Regions from separate parts of the Anas platyrhynchos genome. Here region 1 is linked to region 2. Evidence: chromatin contacts called from public Hi-C data. All regions are on one chromosome and are shown on one strand. The core of a region is the stretch at or near the end of the contact, and the rest is flanking DNA. Distances in the headings are between cores, read along the strand shown. Region 1 overlaps B3GLCT (beta 3-glucosyltransferase). Region 2 holds the start of RXFP2 (relaxin family peptide receptor 2).

Region 1 (4,202 bases), core at 900-3,399, 77 kb before region 2:
TTCAAAGTGTTGTGAGCAGAGACAATTGGGATACCTGCCTAAAAAAATACACTTCTGAACTGAACTGTGGTGGAGTTTGCAGGAGAACCTAAAGAAGCACACTTAGTGATACAAAGTGCTGCAATGCAAATATTCTTTCCTGTTTCCTTTTTTTCCCCCCAGTGTCCAAGCATGGTTAAAAATGATGATGATTCTGTTTCTGTTTTTGAACTTTATGCAATGATTTATGGAGAGGTAGCTAAGCAAGGAAGTTGATATTTATATCCCAGAGAACAGTTTCTCATAGAAAGAGAACATTGTGGGTTGATCTCACGCATGAGAGAGATGGGCTGCTGAGATTGTATATAGAATTTGGTTTAAATTAACATGTGCATGATCTTTTGGTTTGGCTCCTACTACAATGAGAACCATCTAAAGCAAGTAGCGTGGACATCCAAATAGCCTTAGCGTCGTTCTCTGTGAAAAGTAATGACTATAATAACTTGCCAGTTTTCTTATCCATCCATGAGTAAATAAAGATCCGCTGACTCACCTTCTCGTTGTTTTGCATAGTTGCAGAAGGTCTTGCTCAAGTAGAGTTTATGCTAGAGTTGAGAAAAAGACCTTGCTGTTTGTTAGTTACCCATCCTGTACCTCTGTATCTTTAGTGTTTATGTCTTAGTTTCTGTTCTGTCATCTAGATGTAGAAATTTGGGGATTATTTCTATTCTTGGGTTTGAGCAGATGAAGGCACAGATCATGCGTCTTGCTCCATACCCCAATTTTGAGGTTTGTCTAAAGTGAAGAATTCTATATAAATGAAAGGACATGATCCAGATAATCAGCTAGCAAGTATCTTCCCCAGATGTGGGCAGTTTCCACCACACCTTCTGCATAGCAACGTGTGCTGGTCACAAGTCCTGATTCTTTTTTTCAAGGCTTTAACTGACTTTTTCTTCTCTGATCTGAATACTGAAATATGACTTCCTATTGTGCTCACCATTTTTTGTCTTTTTATGATAAAAGCAGCTGATCTGTCTTCAAAGTTGCAATGCTAATGTGAAATATTCTACAGCTCCCAATCTGGCAGTATTCTTAGGCAAGGCTTTTTGCCTTAGCCTCAGTATTTCTGCAAATTTTGCCATGTCCCTGTATCAAGCAAAGGATTGTCATGTTGTGAACAAACTCATGAAGCTGTGTAGCAATTTTGGAGTGTGAATCTAATTAGTGGAATGTGTAGAAGCTGGAGCACGATGTATTGAAGTGTGTTGATGTTGTAACTTCAGAAAAGACAGCTAGGGAATGCTAGACAAGAGCATATTCCCTCAGCTGTTGAATTTAAGACATCATCATGTTTCTGGTCTACTGGAGGCTTATTTTAGTGCTAATGATCTAACAGCTGTGGGGCTCTTGTTGGTATTTAGATGAGCAAGAGAGGGTGAGCAGAAAAGCCTTGTAAATAGCTTCAAGGAACATTTTTCACTTATAAAGAGAACTCTGTACAGCAGAGGATTCAAGGAATGACAGTTCAGATTTCAAGTTCTTTTCCTTTTAATGGTTACATGAGAAGTAACTAGACGGTATGTTTGACTAAGACAGAAGAGAAAGTCCTGGCAAAATGTAAGGGTAATTAGCTAGCCACCGTTTTTACTGCTGATAAATAACTGTTGGAGTAACAGCATAATTCATTTTCTTTATGTGAAGTAATTATCTTTCAGACAATGCCTCTTGCATTACTTGTCAGTACTGACTTTTCAAATTTGGAAATTTCTGATGAGCTGCATCAGAGGGCTACCTGTTGTCTTTCAGTTTTATAATATGTATGATTAATATTTATAATTAATATTTAATTATTTACAGTTGTTTGGCTTCTCTAGTACTTATTGTGTAATACTCTTTTTTTTTTTTTTTTTTTTTTTTTTTTAACTCAGGATGGTTTTCAGCAGAACAGCCGTTCAGAAACTACTTGCTAGTAAATGCCGGTGTTACAGCATGGACGCGCCTGATGATATGGTTCTTGGGATGTGCTTCAGTGGCTTAGGAATCCCTATAACACATAGCCCACTCTTCCATCAGGTCAGAGAGTTATTTTTGCTAGTGTTTATAATACATTTTGTTCTTTTAAGTATACACATAAAATGTGACTCATAAATATTACACATCAGTCTGCTTTGTAATAACTATAACCAAGATGCTATTGCTGTAGCTTACTTCTCTCCAGAACATCTCCTCCCACGGGATGCCGTCCTTCCCGAACTGAGCCTGCGGGGGCTGCCCACAGGCAGCAGCTCTTCAGGAACTGCTCCCACACGGCTCCGTACCACGGGGTCCATCCCCCAGGAGCAAACTGCTCCAGCACGGGTCCCCCACGGGTGGGCGGTAGCTCACCCCAGCCCCCTGCTCCTGTGGGGGCTCTCCATGGGCCGCGGCCTCCTCCAGGCCACATCCACCTGCTTCACCGGGGGCTCCTCCACCCATGGGGGGGCTGCAGCGTGGAGATCTGCTCCATGGGGGACCCATGGGCTGCAGGGGGACAGCCTGCTCCACCAGGGGCCTCTCCACGGGCCGCAGGGGAACTGCTGCTGCCTGCCTGGAGCACCTCCTGCCCTCCTGCTGCACTCACCTGGGGGCTGCAGGGCTGCTTCTCTCTCATTTCTCACTTCTCTCTCCCAGCTGCTGTTGTGCAGATTTTCTCTTGCTTCGGTCTGTTCTCCCAGAGGCACAACCAGCGTTGTTCCCTGACTTGGCTCTGGCCAGCAGCTGGAGCTGGCTCTTAACATGGGGGCAGCTCCTCACTCCTGCAGCCCCCCACTACCAAACCCTTGCTTACTATGTAAACCTGATACATCTATGTATCCAATTCTTCTAGTGATTCAGAATTTAGTATTTTGAAACATATTATTACTTAGTGTATATGAATATAACATTAAAGCGTTCCTGTAACTGTTGTTTTTATGGAGGGTTCTGAAGAATCATACAAATACCTTTTGAAAAATTGGCCTATGGTAGCACAAGCGAAAAAGGTCACAAAACATAATTTTCTTTTGAGCATATTCTCCAGTCTGGGAGAAGAGGATCGGAATAGATTTAAATCGTCTTTCTGTTTTCCAGAATTTTTCATAATCTAACTGTGACATCATAGTGGAAAACATGATGCACCGAGTCCCAGAGAGATTTGTTGCATCGTGAACCAAATAAACACTTTGCCTTCCTCCCATGGTAGTAAAGAGAAGAAGCGCTTGTGATTTTTCCAAACAGTGCAGCACTTTTTTAAAAATTAGCATTTAAATCAGTGAAATGTTGGATGTTTTTCAGAAGTTAATCTAGTTTAAAAACTGGGAAGATCTGTGTAGCTGAAAATAAACTGAAATTAGGATAATAGCCTCCTTGAAAAATTAGTAAATTACCAACTAATTCAAAGCAGCTGTCAGGGAGGGAGGAAGAAGTTTGCTAATTAAATTATCAGCTTTTCCTGTATTGAGATTTTCTTTCTGATTACATTTACTATTTAGGGAAGTGGGATGACTGAGAACACACTATTCAGAATTCTAATTATTTGTGCATATATAAAAAAATCATATTGATTTTTCTTTCCTGGTTTATCATCGCTTCTTTCAGTATAAGTATGAAAGAAGAGTAATGCATCTTCATCGACAGAATTACTGAATAATTTGCTTGTAGAGGCTGGGGGGTGTTTTTTTTGTTGTTTTTAAAATGAGAGTTGGAAAGACTAGAACTCATTTTACAGATTTGTAGGAGTGGCACTTACACAACCAAACAGAGCACTTCTTTGTAATCCTTAATAGTGTACATTTGATACAGAATCACTTTGAAAGTGAAATCCTAGCAGTCGGATTTTCCACACAGAAAATTACAGTTGAATTGTAATACATCTTTACTGTCACTTATAACAAATTCTAATTTAGCATACCTTAAACAAAAGTTAAGCCTGAGGGGAAAAACTACTGAATAAAATTGGAGTGTGCTCATTCTCTGAATTTCACTATTATTCAACAAATATTTTAAAAACCAAGAAACCAAAATTGGATTTTTTGTAAACCAGAAAATTATTTTTGGGCTCCCTCTTGATTGCACCAAATTATTTTATTTTAATTCTTTAAATAAATAGTCTGTGGTTTAAACATAAGAGGGGGAAAAAAACACAGCTCAGATTTCTTAATGTCAAATTTCCTTGCCTGGTTTTATGACTGGCTGTACATGAA
Region 2 (4,789 bases), core at 176-2,675:
CAGGCAGGGCATTATCTCTGCTACTGTTGTGACACATCCCTCAGACTGAAGGCCCCATGAGAGCCCCTGTATGTGAATTCAACACAGTTCCAAAGCAGAGAGAGAAGCAGGGAAGGTCTCCTTTGCAGCTGGTCACAGCTCAGTCCCCTGAACAGACAACTTGCTAAGAATGGGATGCCAACAACCAGCAATGACATTCACTTCACTGTTTCATGTGATCCCCACATAATCCTGCATGACCCTCTGTTATATTTTTAATTTTCATGTGCTGAAACCAAATGCCATCCATCCCTTCTTTTAGAATAGGCAGTGCCTGGGAAGATAGGATGTGCAAAACAGAGACAGAGCCAAACAGTGCCAAGCAAGGCACCTTTAGGCCTTTCCACCTATGCTGACTTCAATCACCTTCTGCATTTCAATGCTGGTAAATGTCCACATTTCCACCTGCTGTTTCAGAAACTGCAGAAACTCTACAGTGCTACACAGCACTACAAAATACAGGTGGAAATGTGCCACATCCCACTCTCACCTTCCTTTGCCTCCCACATTCAACATAAAGAGCACCGTGGGCTGGGATCGTAAATGCCTCTGAGATAATTGTGGTGGCTGAAGTCAAATACATTCTTGAACGAGTCCCCACCCTCACTTAAATTGTTCTTTGCCTTGCATAGAAGTGAATGGCTGTTTGGCCCTCTAACATTGGGTAGTTTTTATTGTAGGGTGTAGACCATCCATACACATCACATTTTTGTAGTCCCCTTTTCTGAAGATTTTTGCATTCTTCCTGTTAGCTGTTTTATTTCAAAGTATTGTAGACAAAAGTTATCAATAATTTGAGGTTATGTACTAATGTACTACAATCTTTTTGCATTGATTTTCCCCATTTAAGTCAAAATATAGCATGGAAGAACATAATGTCGCTCATCATGTATATTGGTTAAATGCACTGCAAACTCATATGAAATGATGTATAATGTTAGAAGAACGTGTCTGCCTTATTTAATTTTAAATACAGATAGTGGTGTAGGAAAAGATCTTTCACATGTCTGTAGTATCCTCTTCTGGGAAAAAAAAAAAAAAAAAGTTTTCACTGAGGACACATAAAGGCGTAACACGGGGCAGAAAAATATTAACTTTTCATAATAATAATTAGGGCACAAGTGTAATGAGCCTTCTTTGAGAAAAAAACTTTAAGAAATCACCCTTGGAGACAGCAAAGGGGCTGATTTCAGTGGCCCAGCTGTGCGCAGTGTTTAATGTCATGTGTAAGCATTTGGGTGTTAATCTTCAGTCGGCTTTGTAATTAAAAAATCTGAATAACATCATTACTCTGTAATCCCAGCTGTGATACGACAACAGCAAACTGTTTAGAGATTTTCATTTTCCTTATAAAAGTAACTTCGTATGTAAAGAAACACCTCGGATCCAGAAATCGCCCTGTCAGAAGTGAGTTGTGAACGCAGTAAAATCGGAATCCCTTGCGCTCTTTCTCAGGCACAAGCAGTGGCAAACCAGGAGCCAGACAAGACGTCTGCGATGGTTTATGACAAGTGCTGACAACCTGGTGGGTGAGAGGGAGCAGGGGCTGGGAGCATGCTCGGTGCCACGCATCCCATCCTGGCTGGGGCTCTGCAGGAGGGCAGCTGCAAGGGGCCCAGAGCAGAGCACGGCTCCATGGCCACACTCATCCCCTTGCCCGTCCCGTCCCCTTCGGGCTCCGAGGATGCTGTTCCTGCTCCGTGTCATTCTTCTGTTAGGAATCAAAGGTAAGACCACTTCTCACTTAATTCTTTATTAGCCTGAGTGCCTTTTGGGACGCATTAACAAGAAATTTCATTTAAAGTGAGGAATCGGTAAGGAATTTTCATTTGCATGATTTTGTTATACTTTTTTTTTTTTATTATTATTTTAAGTTTAAAGCAGGTGAGAAAATCTGATTTTGTAAAACGATTGAATTGCCCAACCAGGTTGCTTTAAATTTTGATTAAATTTATCAGCTACAAAACTAATTGATAAAGCCATGCTTTTTCAAAAAATACCCAATGTAATGAAACATTGTTCTGATCAGCAAGCTTCGCCTCTGTATCATAGCACACTTTCTACATATTAGGTGAAAAAAAGGAAGCATTTAACTTAGCAACTAAGTTTTCATGGGTATTTCCCAATTTAAGCAAAACTTGTGGTAATTCAGTGAAGCAAATATTTTCAGTATAAGCAAATTCAAAATAGAACGATACATTTAAGCAAGCATGTTGAATCTTAGAAACAATTGCCTAAAATATTGCTTCTATGAGAAAACTTATTTTTCATTAGAAACACTAGTTTAGCAACAATATACAAGTGGAAGTTACAGTCTTTCCTTTAAACAAATTTTCAAAAATTAAAATATTTCAGTTCCTACACACATTAATTTTTAATAATAATAGTTTTCTTATGCTTAGCAATTCTTGAAGTATTGTAGGAAAGTGAATAAATGGTTTTCATTGTAATTAGCTCATGAATGGCAATTCTTAAGCTTGTGGAAAGTTCTTTAATGAAATAGCATTTTTTTTCTAATAATGCAGAGTGTTATCAAAGTAAGAAAATGAAATGGCAAGTGCATTACTAGGAAGAAAATAAATTAAAAAGAAAAAGAAAATGCCAGCCTGTTAGAAATGGAAAACAAGTAAGAGAGAATATATTATTTGTTCTGTAGACAACCTGTTATAAAGGAGTGGAATATGCAGGATTAGAAAGTATTGAATTTTATTAAATACTCTATTTAAAGATATCTTTTAAATTGCTGTTTTGCTTATCACTGGAGAACATTGTGCTAGTGTAAAATGTTTATTTTAACGTAAAGTTGTTTTCATTATCTTTCCAAAATTGACTTTAAGACAAAACATCTAGTGAGTCAACTTTCCATTCCTCATATTGCTTTCATTGTCACAAGTCTGATTAGCTGAAACAAAAGTTAGAAGTAGCTTATTACAACCACCACCACCCCCTTACTATCTTCCCTATTTACACACCATGAAATGAATCTTTATTTATTTGGGACAGTTAGAAAAAAATATGAATATCCCTTCTATTATTTCAAATTGCTTTTTCCATAAATAAAGAAGCAGACAAGCAAACGGCTGTATTACTAAAAGGTCATTATTTCTCAGCTGCTCCCCCTCCATAATAGACAATAAGGGCTGAGACAATTTTGCATCAGAGCGTTCAGACGAGAGAGGGACCGAGTCCACAGTGACACAGGTACAAGCAAGCATCGCAGGGAAGGGGATACGAGTCAGAGAGAGCTTTCCTCTGGTGTGTGTTTTGTCTTCACCGTGTTTCAGGAGGTATAGAAATATGAAGTGAATGACTGATGTGCCCCCGCCCGTTTTCAGTCTTGCCCCTTCCTCTGAAATGTTGCCAAAAATGTGTATATAGTAAGTATAGCAGCTTTGGGAATGTCACAAGATACAGTTACATCTGGGAAAGCCACATCTGCAGCAGGTCTCAAAGGAAAAACATCCATATTGCTGTAAAATGGGTGTTGAATAGCGGCTGTTTAGTTACAGACTTTAAAATTCTTAGATACGTGACTCCACTTTAAAAGAGTGGGAAATATCACTAGATTACAAACACTCCTGGTATTTGAATGGCTGGTTAACCTTCAAAGTTTGCCCTTCGTATTTAGCGGAATAAATCGATGCTGCTTAAAAAGGTGGTGTTTTACTGCCCTCTAACGGCTGACGACAAACAGCTCCCCCCTTTTTTTTCTTTTTTTTTTTTCTTTTTTTTTTTTTTGGTAGTTATTTTCCCAAATCTCTCTCCAGCAGCCACCGGGACACCAGGTGTCCAGCCAAAAGGAAGCCTTACATGTCAAGACCTGCGGAAAGTAATTGTGCAGCATCCTGGGCATGTTGGAGAAACAAAACTGGCATGCTGCTGGGTGGAAAGGGGGATATTCAAATCAGAGTCCTGCCTTTGTAATTAATGCTAATTAGCCAAGCTGTGCCTGAAACATCAGTGATTAAAATGTGAACACGTGAATACATCTCATCTGTCTGAATTGATAGGAAGCCCAGGAGGATCCTCTGGTGTGACTGACAGAACAGGCATCTCTAACAGTGGGCTCTGACTTTATATACCACTGCCTAGTGATTCTATGCTTGATGAATTTAAGGATAAAATATTCAATCCCAGATTGTTTAGCCTTTTTATTTACCTTTTTTCTTTTCTTTTTAATGAACTGCTGTTCAAAGCAGCTATAACACCTCCTCAGTGAGGAACTGCTTCTCGGTGTTACGGTCCAGACCTTAATAACAGGGCCAATGCTTGCCAGTGATCAGTTCAGTTCTGGCAATAAAATATGAAAAATAATAATAATAAAGCCACTAGCTATTATAAATGTGACAATTAATCATTTTTAAGTGTTACACAACTACAAAACATAAGTTATGGTGTGACTCACTTTTCAACCAGGAGAAAGAATCACTTGGTAAAGGTGCCATTCACTTCAAAGCGAGAGGTCAGGGATGATGTTTCCCTGTGGAGCACTGTGGATGAAGAGGTTGTCACTGTAATAAATACAGGAACCCTAAAGCAAGCGGGTTTTAGATTCATGCGAAAAAACAGATTACGAGTGCTTTTTTTTTTTCTTTTGTAGATTTTTTTAAATATCACAAATGATGGTCTATAATTTGCACTGTTGTTTTAATCCTGCTCACCATTCAGACCATTAAATGGATGTTTAATATGGACGATGCACATAACTTCAAAAATGTTCTTGCAGTTCACCAGATACCTCTTTACCTGC

Evidence for each region. A called contact is a pair of places that touch in the nucleus more often than the background predicts.
Region 1: a contact with region 2 is called in a Hi-C map of skeletal muscle, with 4 times the contacts expected there. The contact joins the enhancer-like site here to the promoter of RXFP2 in region 2. A contact is called at or near these places in 5 of 8 Hi-C or Micro-C datasets (F1 follicle, F5 follicle, liver and 2 more).

Annotation. Positions count from the first base shown.
Region 1 is chr1:184,462,643-184,466,844 of IASCAAS_PekinDuck_T2T, reverse strand. It overlaps B3GLCT (beta 3-glucosyltransferase), which reads left to right. Exons shown (of 15, transcript XM_027470010.3): 14 at 1,911-2,055. Among named protein-coding and RNA genes, the nearest start is that of B3GLCT, 56 kb to the left of the region's middle. Within about 2 kb of position 2,149, at least 1 of the 8 cell types and tissues checked has an H3K27ac peak or open chromatin away from gene starts, as enhancers often do.
Region 2 is chr1:184,384,571-184,389,359 of IASCAAS_PekinDuck_T2T, reverse strand. It overlaps RXFP2 (relaxin family peptide receptor 2), which reads left to right and starts at 1,425. Exons shown (of 18, transcript XM_027470037.3): 1 at 1,425-1,766. The coding sequence starts at 1,544.